Regions from separate parts of the Manis pentadactyla genome. Here region 2 is linked to region 1. A link is a contact called in public Hi-C data. All regions are on one chromosome and are shown on one strand. The core of a region is the stretch at or near the end of the contact, and the rest is flanking DNA. Distances in the headings are between cores, read along the strand shown.

Region 1 (7,643 bases), core at 2,085-4,584:
GCTCTTCGGAGATAGATGGCCCCATAGTTGTCCTGCCGCCTAATGCACAACTCCAGGGAACGATTTCAATTTTGGTTGTATAGCTTGAGAGCTCAGATGGTGTCAGCTGAAGAGACCTCCCTCAGCACCCAGCACAAGGACTGCTTAATGGGTAATTAAATGAATGAGTATGTGAATAGCCAAGGAGGTTGGTCTGCTTTGGCTTTATCAAACTTGTTGGATTTGGGCTGCTTTCCTGAAAACTCCCTGAAGGCAGAAATTAAATTTTGAGATGGGAGGGGGTAGTGTGGTTTACAGCTGGGGTGATAAATCTCAGCCCCAAGTTGTGGTCAGGATATGATATAGAAAAGTGATCCCAGAATTTGGTATTAGCAAGTCAATTCAGGAGGAATGAATATAGAACAGATGAGAATCCCATTAGGGTTAAAATATGTGAGAGGATCTGAAGCTGAAGAAATATCAAACACATTTCAAATCCAATCTAGAAGTATCTTCAGGACTGGAATGTGATTGAGGAATAATAAAAAAAAGAGCTTTGGCAAATCAGTGACCTCAACATAGCTGATGCAAGAGTTGAGAGAGTAGGGCAACAGGAGGTGGAGATCTTTACTGAACCAAAAATGTAAGGCGTGGGGGAGGGAAGGAATAAACCCAGTTTGTGTGGTCAGGCCATGTCCCACTGGGCTGGAAGCTTCACTGCTGGATTTCCGGAGCCCAGCACTGTGCCTGGTACATACTAGATGGCCAATAAATGTTTACTGGATGAAAGAGACAGGGAAGAAGCCAGAGCCCTGGCCAGCATGTTTGCTCTGAGTGGAGCCAGTTCCATGACTCATCTTTTCACTGGCTCCTTTTGCTCTGTTTCCAGCTACCTTCACCACCTTCCGATGATAAGCTGGCTTTTCTTTGAGGCTGTCCTATGAAGAGGGATGTGTTGGCCCATCAATTACAGGCTATCTGACAATTATGCTTCTCACACCCAATTAATATATTGCAATTCTGCTTTTTGCATTAGTTCCTTGTGCCTTATTCAACATATTACTAAGCTTTCTGATCTAGGTCAACATACCTCTTGAGCTTCGGTTTTCTCACCTGTCAAATGGGGGCATATAACATACTTTACCAGGTTGTTGGAGTTCAATAAATGGCAGTGTCTGTGCCTCTTTCGAGTGCTCCTTCCTTGGAGACTGGGGTCACAAAAGCTCACCCAATTGAGAATATCAGCACCTCTTGCTTTTTCCTTTTCACAAAACTACTAACTTTGTATGCAAAGCCTTGGGGAATGACCTAGTCACATCATTGAAGATTCTAAAGGGTTATTCTGTGGAGGAGAATAATTAATATTCATTCACTCAAAAATATTTATTGAGGACCCACTACTAGTGGGGGATAGACACAGTTCCTGCCTTAGAGGAGCTCTGACACAGCCTGGTGCAGTCAAAAGAAGATCCTGTGTGACCTTGACATGAAGTTTTACATTTCTGAGCTCAAGTTTCATCACTTTGCAAAAGTGGTCAATAATATATTCCATTTTTAATTGGAGGAAAAGAGGTAAGACATGCAGCCATAATAACGAGGTTGCATCAAATTTGAAGACCAGTGGTATAAAGAGGTATATAGAAAAAACATGTTGAGTTGTTAAGGCGTTAGATTGTTTTCAGCTGATCTGAAGAAGTAACACTTTCCATGGGAAGTGGCATTTTGAAGCCTTTATTCAGGCCACAAACATGAATGAAGGCATTAAATGCTGGGTAGGATTTCAGTGGGCAGAGATTTGCAGAGGGAACTATTGGAGGAAAGGCTTGAAGGCCAGATAAGCAACATCGGTGTGGCAGGTAATAAGTCTGGAAAGATAAATTGAGGCAGATCTTGGCAGATATTGAATCTCAATCTAGGGGTTTGGCCTTTATTCTGCAGCTGATGAAATACCAGTAACATTTTTAAATCCAAATTATTGACTTTACATAGTAGATTTTAAAATGAAAACTGAATCTGACATAGGGTGATTTAGAGGGAAATTCAATCAAAGGAAGATTCAGTCACCAAGGGCATATTATTGGTAGGGCACACAGGTGGCATAGGGCAGGAGACAAAGATGTCAAAATGTGAACCCTGTCCTCGAGCTTATAGCCAAAAGAGTGAGATAAGACGTGTACACAGAAAACTGCAATACAGTGTATAATATGATAAGTATTATAATGGAGCCTCAGCTCAACTGCCCTGGAAGCTCAGCAGAAGGTGAGATTAAGTTCCTTCTCACAAGAGGCTGGACACAGGAAACCCAGTCAGAGGGGCATCTTTGGAATAGTAAACCTGAATTTATAAAGTCTCAAAGGGAACCTTGGGGGTCATCTAATCCACCTTCCTTCCTGACAGAATTCTCTATTCAGAGTAAACAGTGACTTTAAAATTGAAACAAGTGTAGCTCTAAAGAAAAACCTTGAGGGAAGAGGATGTGAGAAGTGGACAGAAGATGAATTCAGCCTTGAAGTGCTGATGGGCTGGTGGAAGTAACTTATTGTAAATGAGGTGTGCAAGGCCAGGAAGGAAATGGGTGAGATCAGGAGAGTGAGTCTGGAGAGAGGAGGGATAAAAACAGAAACTAGGGTAACACCCACCGTCCGGGGAGTGGGAGGAGAAAGAAGAGTCAGAGAAGAAATGGCGAGAGAGAGGTGTGAGAAAAGACCCAATGGAACACCTTGTCACAAAGTTTCTAGAAATGGACTGGCAGGGTTGGAAGACAGGACCAGGGGCCAAAGCAGAAGGGGTAAACTGCAGCAACAGGGACTGAGGTTAGACATGAAGTTGCCAAGGACATTTCAATGAATGATGGTTTTTCCAAAGACTCCACGAATTAGGTGGATTCTTTGTGTCTGGTACATTTTAAGGTGGAGCTATTCCAGAGGCCAGGGGAACAGGGTCGTGCCCTCTGATCTCCAAAGATCTGGAGTTCAGCTCTGTAATTAGCACCACCTCTCATAACCTTAACCAGTACCTGCAAGAACTGAAAAGCTGGAGAACATACTTAAGAGGGATCGCACGCCCGGCTCTCCCGCCCAGCCCAGTGAAGTCCCGTTTCGTCACGCAGCCCTATGACTCTCTAGGTTGTCACTCTCGTCTGGTATTGCCAACAATCTGACTAAACCCCTTTTGCAAAAGTTCGCAGCATTCGTCCGGGGCTGACTACAGCTCCCAGAGTTCCCGGATGCTTTCCAGTGCGGATTGGCCTAGCATTCCGCTCCAGAGGGAGGTGTCGCCCCCGCCTCTCCGGGAAACAGGCGTCTGATTGGCTGCGGTGCAGGGCTTTTGTGTCCCCGCCCTCCCCCGGGGACCGCTGCGGGCAGAGCAGTGCTGCTGGTGTCAGAGCTTTCCGAGCGCTGGCAGTTCCGCGGCGGGGATGCTGAGGCGCGTTGGGTCGGTGAGCAGCCCGGGCCACTGCGGACTTCCGAGGCGCTCCGAGCCGTGACCCCTGCGCCGCGACCAACCCCAGGTTCCCGAGGCCATTCACCGCTCCAGAAGCCGGACGAGGGGAGCGTCCCGGACAGCAGCGGCTGTTCCTGGATTCTGGGCTTTGGGAGCGTTCTAGAACCCGAGAGACACCTCCGGGCTCTGGGACCTCCCCAGCGGCCCCCAGCCCCGGCTGGCCGCTGGCGTCCGTCCCAAACCCCCTGCGGTGCACGGGTCTTGGACGAGCTGCAGCTGGGTCCTGGCGCACACCATGATCGTTGCAGACTCGGAGTGCCGCGCGGAGCTTCAGGGCTACCTGCGGTTCGCCAGGGGCGGCGGCGGCGGCCCTGGGGCCGGAGAGGTAAACGGGGGCCGTGCGACGCCGCTCTTCCCTACAGCCTGGAGCTGCGTTCGAGCTTTGGGCTGTCCGCTGCTGGGTCCGTGCGCCCCCCTCAACCCCCGGGCTTGGGGAGGGGAGTAGAGCGTGAAACCTAGAAGTAGAGTTGCATCAACTGGCGGCCTCGGCTCCCTCTTCGTCCCCTCCCCCTCCCCCCGGGGCTGTGGAGCGCTCTAAGGCTCGGACTCCTGGCCAATGAGAAGGGAGCCTTCTCGAGGTTATCTTGGATTTGGGCTCCTGTGGAGAGAATCTTCAAGTCCAGACAAATCCCGGCCGCTGCGGCCCGACCACTCCTCTTCCCCGCCCCCTTCCGCAGATTCCCTCTTTCTAGGCTGGGGCTGGCGGGCAGAGGACCCTTCCTAAGATATGTCCCAGCACAGGGTTTGGGGCACCTGGAACTGTCCAGCGAAGGTCGGTCTTGTCCCCCGCCCCTCGCACCTCGGATTTGGGGGCGGGGCGCGGGCCCTCCGGGGACTTGGCAGTCTGCCGGGTACGCGGCGACCGCGGCCAAAGCTGAGGGAGAGAAGGAGGAATCTTGGCCGCGGCTTCAATTAGGCTGCGCCCTACTAAGTAGTCAGGCCTCAAAAGTTTGTTTTGCAGGGACTCTTTGCAGTGAGGCTAGAAATAAAGCTGGGCCTAATCAGACACCCTCTGCCCCCATCCCCACCATCACTGATAAAGGACGTCTTATCTTTTATTAAGCACCTACTAGGTGCTGGGCTCCGGTTTTTGCCTTTTCTCCTGAGTCCTCATGACTAAACTAGCAAAATAGGATGAACTATATCATATCCAGGAAGGGCCGTGGAGAGGCTTCCTTCAACTAATCCTACCAACTATCTCTTTCTATGGCCTACCAAGGATTTGTCTCTAGGATTTCCTAGTGTGCACGGCGCTACAGGGACTTTTGCTTGTTTTAGTTCCCAGACCTGGAGCATGCTTGTAAAGCTGGTTTGGGAGTCAGACAAGTGCTAGCCCTAAGCTGTGTGACCCTGGGAAAATTACTGCCCTTCTCTGAGCTGTGTTGTGTGGTTTCTGGGAGTCCTACCTCCATCCCTGGATGGTTTGCCTCCTGGGTTTTCTGTTAGCTTGTTTACCCTTCCCCACCATGGCATAGGAACTCCATGTGAAGAAATGAACCCCATTCTTGCCACGTCTCAGCTGTGTGACTTTGACCAAGTCGTTTTACTCTCTGAGTCTGTTTCCTTTGCTGGAGAAAGGGGGTGGGGATGAAAATGCTGTTATTGAAAGCTCCTGGGTACTAGAGCAGGCGAGTGCTGGATTCGGGTCCCAGCCCTTTTGCTCACTTGCTCTTAGCCAAGTGATCACTTCTCCGACCTGCAGCTTATTTTATCTTTAATTAAATAAAATCAGATTTAATTATTAAATGGAGACTTAACAATATGTCTGAGGATTGTTGGGAGAATTGACTGAGAAAATACAAGCAAAGGCCCAAGCACAGCTGAATATTATTAGAGTGTGGCCATAGCACACATTCCCCCCACCCCCCCACCCCGAGTGTCTCACAAGGGGGTGCCTGAGCCCTTCCTCCTGCTTCAAGCGAGAGTTGGTCCCTCCTGGTCTGGGGCAGTGTCTGGGGAGGTCCTGAGGGAGTGGCCTTTAGAGGGAAGCCACTTGTCAGCAGCCGGGAAAGCTGGTGGTGATACCTGAACCCTTTCTGCATCTTCTCAAGAAAAGAGGACCTTGGGAAGATGCTTGCTGTAAGCAGAGTTCTCAGAAGACAGCGGGTTACTGAATGTAAAGAGCCTGATGCCCATGGCCCAAGGGAAGCCTCCCAGATGTACAGTCCACTCAACTCTTGCCCTTTCAAGGAGTCAAGTTCTTCAGACACTTCCATCTAGTACTGGTAGCATGTTGTTAGAGCCCTGTTGGGCGCTAGAATCACTTCCTCTGGGAGGCCTTTCCTCCCACACCAGACCTGTCCTCTCTGCAGACCTGCTTCCAGTCCCCTTTCTCACACTGAAGGGGCTTTTATCTCAATTACAGTGTAACCAGTATGTAATTGGGTGTTTCTTGTCTGTCTCCTTTGCTAGACTAGAACACTCTGTAGATTGCCTCACCAGCACTGTTCTTCACACCTTATAAATGCTCAAAACTATTTGCTGCTTGTTGGCTTAGCTGACCATTGTGAACTGTGCAGGCTTTGAAGTCAGAGCTGACCTGTGCCTGTCGTATAGGACTCAAGAGCCTCAGTGAACTGTCTTCTGCAGAAGGGGTAGTAAGACCCATCTGCCTCCAGGTGGTTGTGAAAAATCATCCGGATCAGATGTGTAAAGCACTTCGTACCAGCCCGTGGTGGGCATACAAGTTTATGGGACCATTCACACCCCCCACCTCCCAAGGCTGAAGGTCAGAGGCTACTTGAGCTATGTCTCCCTCTCATGTGTAAACCCAGGCAACTATCTGAGTTCAACCGACCACGGCTGCCCCCAGGGGAGGAATGGGAGGGCAGTCTGTGCCCCTTCCCAGCTGGCAGAGTGACTTTGCAGGTGTCTGTAGCTGGGTCCTGGGGGTTGTAGACTCTGGATTGGGTACCAACAAGAGCAAAGGCTGGGGCTACCCCAAGAGGCTGAGGTGGGTGGTGGACACAACCCTTGGAAGCCAGACTGAGCTGAGTTCAAATCTCAGATTGGCCACTTGTCAGCTGGTGCTTAACCTTTGGAACCTTAATTTTTCCTTGCGTGCAAAATAGAGACATCTCCCCCTCCTCACCCCAAAACTGATGAAGATTAGATGGAACCTGTGTGCCAATGACTGAGCTAATATAAAAATATTTAGTGAGTGTTTAAATTGGAAGCCAGACACTGAGCTCTGAGATGATTAGCTTTGTTTTACAACTAGCCTGAAGCCGTCCCTGTTAAGTGACCACTCAGAGGGGTGGCTGACTTCAGTGTTCTTATTGCCCTGTACTGTCCCCTCAGTTGGAACTGTAGAAACAGCCACCATTAATTAGTCTTCCCTCTGCCCCATACTAGCAATATTACCTTGGCTAAGTCACCTGCCTCCCCTGGTTTCCCTTTCTGCATCTGGAGAGTGGAGATGAGGGTCTTAATAACAGGTGTCCAATATGGTAGCCCTTAGCTACATGTGGCTATTTGAATTTAGATAAATTATTGTTTTTAATTTAAAAATTCAGTTTTTTAGTTAACATCCACTGTGGCTAGAGGGTTCTGTCTTTGTAGGCCAGTACAGATGCAGAATATTCCACCATTGCGGAAAGTTCTGGTGGACTGTGCTGTGCTAGACACTGGGATAGCAGCAGGGATCCAGATCCAGTGTATGCCCTTCAGATGAGGGACAGCACAGTGTGACAGGTGCTGGGATTGGAGACTGTGGATCCCCAGGGATATGGGCAGGGAAAAGCATCTCACTCCTGGTGAACCCCAGATGCAAAGTGTTGGGGCTATTGAGACCTTGAGAAGTTCAGAGAATGGGAATCATTTCTGCTGTTGCAGAAACCTGGTTTGTATCCCAGCTCTGCTACCTCCTTCCTGGCTGAGTGACCTGAATGTGGTTTGACGTTTCTGAGCATTATTCCTTATCTGTAAAATGAGAGCCCTAGTACTTGTACTTCCTACCTTAAAGTGCATGTGAAGTAAATGCTTAGCCAATGGTAATCAGTGCTGTTACCTACCATTATTATTCTTGACATCCTAGCCCAAGGAATAGGGGTGGGCTAATTTGAGGCATCATCTCTAGTCAGTGGCACCCTGCCCCAAATTCTGGGTGTCAAGGTCAGGGAAGCATTCAGGGTATTGTAGCTCTGGTTTAAAGTCTACTT
Region 2 (7,643 bases), core at 2,231-4,730, 230 kb after region 1:
AGTATAAAAACATTTCTTATCTTAGAGTCTTTGTTATTGCCATCCTGTATTTTACTTTTATATGTTATAAAACCCACATACATTATTATTTTTATTTAAACAGGCAACTATCATTTTTAAAGTTTTAGGAAAGAAAAAAATCTGAAATATATCCCATGTAGTTACATTTCCAGTGTTCTTCATTCTTTTGTGTAGATACAGATTTTCATTTGGTATCACTTTCCATAAGTATTCCATACATATCACTCATATGTATTCCTTTAATAATTCTTTTACTATAGGTCTGCTGGTGAGAATTCTTTCAGCTTTTTTATGTCTGAAAATAATTTCACCTTCATTTTGAAATATATTTTTGCTGAATATACATATAGATACAATTTTGTTGGAGTGCATTAGAGGTGTTCCTCCATTGTCTTCTTGTTGCATTGTATCCTTTGTTCCTCTCTATAAAACATGATGCACTGTATCTTTGTCTTGTTCTGTATGTAACATGTCTTTTTTCTGACTGCTTTTTAAGATTTTTCTATCATTGGTTTTTGTGCAATTTGGGTGATGTGCCTTAGTTTTCGTGCTTGCACTTCTTTGATTTTGTATTAGGGTTTTCCAGAGAAACAGAACCAACAGGATGTATATATGTATAGATAGATTTTTTTTTTAAGGAATTGGTTCCTGTGATTGTGGGGGCTGAAGTCTGAAAGCAGGTCAGCAAGCTGGAAATTCCAGCAAGAGTTCATGTTGCAGTCTTGAGACTGGAGGAGGTAGTCTTGGCAGAATTCCTTCCTTAAGACCTTCAACTGACTGGATGAGGCCCACCCACCTTACAGAGGGGTGGTTCTTGTTTTCCTCAAAGTCCACTGATTTAAGGGTTATCATGTCTAAAAAGGAACCTTCCCAGCAACATTTAGATGGGCATTTGACCAAAAACAGCACTGTAACCCAGCCAAGTTGATATACATAAAATTAGTCACATAACGATCACAAATTTGTAGGTTTATCGTTTGGACATATTTTAGCCATTAGTTCATGTATTTTCTGTCCCTAGCTTCTCTTGCTTTCAGGATCTCCAATTACCTGTATATTTGGCCATTTGAAGTTATTTCATAGTTCATTAACGCTATTTTCACTTTGTTTTTTAATTCTTTTTTTCTCTGTGTTTTATTTTGGATAGTTTCCATTGCTATGCCTTCAGGATCACTAATCATTGCTTTTGTAATACCTAACCTATTTTTAATCCCATCTGGTGTATTCGTCATCTTAGATATTGTCAAGAAGTTCACTTTGGGTCTTTTTATAACTTCCATGTCTCTGCTTAGCTTTTGATCATACAGAATATGGTTATAATAACTTTCAGTGTCCTTCATTTCTAATTCTATCATCTGTGCCAATTATGGATCAGGTTCAACTCATCTCTTATGGTTTGTGTTCAGTGAATAAGACAATGATAGAGCATGAAAAAAATTAAACTTGGATTCAGAGAAGGAAAAGGTAAGTGGGCCAAGGAAGCCTTCATGGAGATGGGGACTGAACTGAGCCTTAAAATATATCAAGAATGCAGCTTGTCAGGGAGGAAGACACCTGGTAGGAAGAACAGCCCAGGTGAAGGTGAGAAGGTAGGCAGGCACGGGCACCTTCAGAGTACAGTGAGGCTAAGGGGGAGATGGGAAGTCAGCAGCCTGGGGCATGTGCTACCTGTGCTCCAAGCACAGTGCTGAAGAAATATTTGAGTCTTAGTTTTCGAAGCAGGGAAAGGTCTCACAGCCATGATTTAGGAAAACTAACGTAGGGGTGTAGATGGAATGAAATGGAGGGAAAGGGGTTAAGAGGCAGGAGCAGAGGCCAAAAGGGTGGTGTTTCAGACCCAGAGGAGCAGCAATAGAAACATGAAGAGAAGAGGGAGGAAAGAACCAGAAAAGAAGTTAAGGTTTGAATCTGTACTTCCTAGAGAACTTTAACCTTGGCTGGAAAGATGAAATTGGGGGAGTCTAGATGAGTTTTATTTTAGCCGTTGGGTCTTCTGGATAGAGGTGTAGGGCTTAAACCAAGGGTGGAGGTCAGAACCTGACCAGATGGACGGCCTTCTCAGGGAGAGGGTGATGGCTCAGCCCTGAACAAAAGTTCTGGCCCTCTTCCACCACTTGTGTGATAACCCCAGAGAACTTGCTTAAATTCTTTGAACATCATTTTTCTCATTTTCCAACTGTCATGAGGTTTCTGTGAGGAAAAAATGAGCTAATGGATGCGTTTCTGTAGTTAACAAAAGAATTTACAAAATATGTGATAATAATCATTTTTATAATTACATTAAGTCATGTGAATGAGTAAGATCTTGGAGGAAGACAGCAGAGAGAGAAAGATCAGAGATCCCAGGGTTAAAAACTTGGAGGAATTTCACAGTATATCATCCAAAAAAGGAGTACATGATGGAGGCAGAGGTAAACCTGGAGAGGTAAGAGACTCCAAAGATGGGGGATGCTTTGGGGTGGGCTCTGCATAGTAGAAGAAATTCTGTTGGTGAACACTCATCGAAAATGTCCATCTAGAGTTCAGGTCTGATAGAAACGAATTTCAGAGACAGAATCAACGTGAAATGGAGAAAATACACTTCTGCAGAGGTCACTGCCCTGATGTGGGAAACCCCCAGACTCAATCAAATGACCTGTTCACCTCAGGGAACATCTGAAATCCTGAAGATGTTTGTATCCATCCTGGAGAAGGAGTGTGTTAACAAGAGAAGTTGGTCGGCTAGGTGCCTGTTTTCCGTCTCCAGCTCCCAAACCCAGTCCACACCCTTATCCTCTTCTCTGATCTCCCTTTTTCTTCTTGTTCTTCCCACTCCCAGTTTCCTCCTCCCCCTAGCCCATTCTCCATTTTGTTCTAAACCAAAAATCGGCTCAGGTCACTCACCTGCTGAAACCCCTTCCATAGTTCCCTATTGCCCCCGGATAGAGGCTGGTCTTAGGCACACAAGACCCTGCAACCATGGTCTGACCCTCCCTCTCCACTGTTCTCCTCTGTCAATCCCAGGGGCACCCCTACTCCAGACAATCCTTGGCAATTTCCCACAGCCACCTTAGGATCTCGCTCCCTGATTGCAAGGGTGCTTCTCCTAGGAGGCCCTGTCCTTTGGACTTAACTTGGAAAGCCTTGCTTAAGCCGCAGGCTGAGCCAGATGTCCCTGTGTGTACCCCTGTCATAGGCCGGTGTGGTTGTTGATAGTCTGATTTCTCATCTTCCTCTGATGGACACCCTCTTGACAACCGGAAAGATCAGTGTCTCTTCTCCGTGTAGTCCCTTCCATACCGGATTTTCCCAAACAAACCCTGACTTCAAGTAGTCTTTCTGGTTGTCAGTCTGCGAGTTCCCATTTGGAGTCCCCAAAATACACACCCACTGACTGTCCCCGGAGAGAACCTGGTCAAGAGCTCTCGAGCTCGAGCGCGCCACCCGCACTTCCCGGGGTGGCCGCCAGGGGCCGCCGGGCTCTTTGTTTTCCTTTCTGGCCGGGGTCGGGGCCGGAGGCCTGCAGAGCGCATGCTCTGGGGCAGTTCGCTGCCGGGCCGGCGTGCGGAGGAGTTCCCTGTGGCCGACCCACACCGAGGTAGGTCGCGGCCGTCACGGGCGGAGGGGTGGCGCGCGGGGCGGCCACGGCCACGGCCACAGCCGCGGCGGACCGGGCCTTTGCCCGCGCGCGCCCATGTCGCGCGGCACCGGCGCCACGTGAAGCCGGGCGGCAGGAAGGCGCGGGTGCGGGTGCGCGTGTCCCCGGCCCCGCAGGGCGCCCCGGCGCCCGCCGGATCTCGCCTCGCCCGAGGGAGGGCCGCGCGGCCCCTCTACCACCGCGCCTCTCACGCCCGGGCCGCGGCACCCGCGCGGGCGGGAGATTCAAACGGCCCGAGCGCCGCTGGCCGGGGTGCGCGCGGCCGCGGTGACCCCGCCAACCCGGGGTGCGCAGCCCCGCGGGCCTAGCCGGCCGGGCCCGGCCACCCTGGCGGGGAAGTTATCGCACGGAACAAGGGATTTTGGCCCAGCATTCGTTTGGAGAGTGCAAATTTGCAGAGCAGAGAAGGAATCCTATCGGCGAAGGGCTGCTTTAGGATCTGAGGGGAGGCTGGGGAGGGTCTGCTGCGGGGAAAGAAACCTCAGCGTCAGCAGGCACCAAGACGGCTGTTGACCCGTTGGAGAAGTGTGCTGTGAATTCCGCATCAACACGGCTGTGTAGATTATTTTACTGGCCGTCTACTTCGTGACGCGCTTGCAGGGCTGGGAAACAATGGTGAGAAAGGCCCCCTGTGGCCTTTACGAGCTTCGGTCTCCTTGGGGAGACCCACGTGGTGCCACAGTTACGATCCCGGGTGATCACCCAAGTATGCCCGTGGAGCTAGGTGCGCTGCCAAGTGATTCATTCATCAGATATTAATTGAGGTGCTCCAACCAAGTGTGACTTGTGTGCCCCAGCAGAAGTTGAGTGTAAAAAGTGTTACCCAGCGTTGCCCGGAAGGGCCAGGAATGGCTTTGCAGGTGAGGAGACTCTTGAACGGGGTTTTGAAGGAACAGTGGGGTACTCAGGCAGAACCGGGGTGGAGGGCTTCCGGCTATCCAGGCAGAGGGCACAGCACAGGCAAAAGCATCAAGTATAGGTGAGTGTTCTGTGGCCAGGGATACCCCAGGTGTTTGAGCACAGAGTACAAGGAGGAGAGGCACAGGATGATACATCAGGGGCTGGGTCTTGAAAGGTCTGGAGGGTAAGACCCAGGAACACTGGGTGGGCGTGGAGGAGGCAAGGATGGTTTCATCCAGAAGGGCCTCGGAGTGGAGTCTGGAAAGATGAATTAGGAGTTCACCATGCTCCTGTTGTGAAGACATTCCAAGAGTAGGGATCCTGTTCAGCTTTGTGACTTTCTAGTTGGATGTCCTTGGGCCACCCACCCAATCCCCCTGAGTGTCAGTTTCCTTCTCTGTAAAGTGAAGGTAAGAGGCATGTGGTGAGAATTATTACTATCCTATAATTCCCATAAAGCAGTGGTTCCAACCTCAGGGGGAAGCTGTGCCCCCCACCCCCTGGAAAAATAAACATACATACCCAGGCACAGCTCTGTATACTAGGGGGATCTCTGGGTGAGGTATTTCGGCCCTGTGCCGGGCACATAGCAGGAGTAACAAATGTTTGTTGACTGCCCCTCTCCTCCCTTTCCTCCTGGGGACCTTTCTTACAAAGAGATTCTTTAGCCTCTGAGTCTGGCAGGCAAATGTCTGCCTCCTGACGTTGGGAGGGGTAGGTGGCGGCAGGAACAGCTGCTGTGGTCAGAGAGGGCTCTGTCTCCCTTTGCAGAAGGGGCTGTGGTGAGGTCGCAGAAGGTCGCAATAGGAACACCAGGCCCCTGGTAGACTGTGTAGTGTGGGGTGCCTCCATTCACCACTTGAGGAAACTGGAGCCCAGGGAGAAGTGGAGAGGGGCAAGCTCTGGCCCTGGTGGGGAGCGGTCAGGAGACCTGGGATTTCATCCCTGTGAGGCCTGGGGACCCTCCCCTGAGCCTCAACTGGATCTGCAAAACCAGGGTGATGACACTTAGCTCAGAGGGTGGGTGTGAGCATTCTGGGAGAGGCTGGCACGCCATAGGTGTCTCTTAGTGGGAGCTGACTGTATCTGACCTTTGTTTGTGACCGTGTCTCAGACCATAAGCTCCCTGAGGATGGAAGCTGTGTTTGTTAGGGGGTGAGGGGTGGGGACAAAGACACTACTCCTTCCCAGCCCAGAAACTCACCATCTGGTCAAGAAAACACACCCAGGGCAGTTGAAGAGGGAGTCTGTACAAAGGACTGATTTGTGCAGTAGAGGATACACAGGTGGGCAATGGGTACATGGCTCCACCTTTCAGAGGGTACCCTCTCATCCCCTGCCCTGCCCCCAGGACAGCACTCTGCAGTGCCTAGAGTCCTCCATTTGAGGTGAAGATTCTTCATCTCCAAGAGAATCCGGGTCTGTCCTTCCTCATGCGTCAGCAGATCCATCCCAGGGAGGCCCTGTCCAGGCTGCCTCAGCCCCTGCCTGGATCATGGCCAGCCTTTAGCTGACCTGTTCATTTTTTCAATCAGATACATCTGGATTCTCTTCCTGGCTCTCTTTTACTGGCTGTGTGAACTTAGGCAAGTAAGTTTTCATCTGTGAGTCTCAGTGTCCTCGACTGAGAAATAGGAGTGATACTGCCATCTTCTTCAGCTCATTTTGAGAAGTAAAAGGTTTTGGCATACAGAAGATAGGCATGGGCAGTGTGCCCCAGGGAGGCTCATATTTTAAGGAGTAATTTGGTGTAGTGGATAACCATGTAGAGTAAGAACGATCTAGAAGTCTGCCCCAGTTCTCTGGGAAAGAGTGATTAGTTTAGGATAGGGAGAAAGGATTGAGGTCTACCAGTGGAGGTGACTTTGAGGCTGAGTAGAAGTTCTTCTGGTAGGATAAGGTATGAGAAGCTGTAGAGGTGCAAATGGTATGAAGAGAATAGTTGTGTGGGAAGAGAGAGGAGGATGTGACAGGTAGGGATGAGGCCTGAAGTTATGTCAGTACCAGCCCTTGGAGGCCTGTCTACCAGGCTAAGAAATGTGGGCTTTATCTTCTAGGCAGAAGGAACCACTGAGGCGTCTGAGCAAGGAAGCAGCTAGTGTTTGAGGTTTAAAACGATCATGACTGACTGGAATGGGATGGGTGTGGGAAGCAGGAAGACCAGGCGCAAGTTGCTGTGATTCCTGGGGGAGAGGGTTTAGAGACCGTTCCCAGGCAGGCCGAGGGGTTCGGAGAGTGTGGGGAGGAAGTTAGCAAGGACACCAGCTTTGGAGTCTGACCAGCCTGGCTGAGACCGTGATTTCCTCTTCCAGCCTTGGGTGAGATAGTTCATCTTCTGTCTCAGTTTCTTCATCTGTAAAGTGGGATCAATGTGGTGAGCTTCAGTGAGATGCCCAAAAATGTTAACCAAAACACAGGGGCTAAGAAGGTGCTCACTGAGTTGGTTCCAACCCACAATAACACATTTTTTTGTTAGTGCCCCATAATACTTACCACCTCATATTTATTTTTCTGTCTCCACTCCAGGCCTTGCCTGCAGCCAGTGTTAGCACCAGTGTGCTGACATAATACCGTTTCCTGTTTGTTCACTTCTTGCTGTGAGTCCTTTTCCACAGCACCACACAGTTTCCCTTGCCAGCACAGCTCACTGCTACTGGTCACTATGATGAACCGATGGAAGACTAGCCCTCAGCAGGACAGGGCCCTGGACCCTAAACTGGCCGCCAGCTTGGCCAGGGTGCGACTGGCTGCCTGAAACAAGGGCTGCCTGTTAAAGCCGCAGCCCTCAATCCTCCGAGCTCTGCTGCTCAATGTCCCTTCTCACTTGCTTGGCTCCTCAGCCCTTCAGACTTAATGAAAACATCTGCTAAGACCGAGCTCTAGGTCCCTCTGCTCCTGTGTGTCCCCCGGTGTTCTCCATCTCACTTAGTGGAAGTCTCCCACCCGCCAAGTCATTTAGACCAAAGTCCTTGTGTTTGGTCAAGTTCACAGGGGGTTTGCCCAGGATTCCCTGGATATTTTAGGATGAAACCATCATTCTGGATGCCTCCCTCACCCTTACTCCCCATGTCTAATCTACTGGCAA

Evidence for each region. Hi-C and Micro-C count contacts between places; a contact is called where the count stands out from the background.
Region 2: a contact with region 1 is called in a Hi-C map of fibroblasts, with 4 times the contacts expected there. The contact joins the promoter of RCC1 here to the promoter of SESN2 in region 1. A contact is called at or near these places in 2 of 3 Hi-C or Micro-C datasets (fibroblasts and skin fibroblasts).

Annotation. Positions count from the first base shown.
Region 1 is chr4:21,043,240-21,050,882 of mManPen7.hap1, forward strand. SESN2 (sestrin 2) reads left to right here and starts at 3,335. Exons shown (of 10, transcript XM_036914970.2): 1 at 3,335-3,808. The coding sequence starts at 3,719.
Region 2 is chr4:21,275,036-21,282,678 of mManPen7.hap1, forward strand. RCC1 (regulator of chromosome condensation 1) reads left to right here and starts at 3,481. Exons shown (of 11, transcript XM_036914983.2): 1 at 3,481-3,598.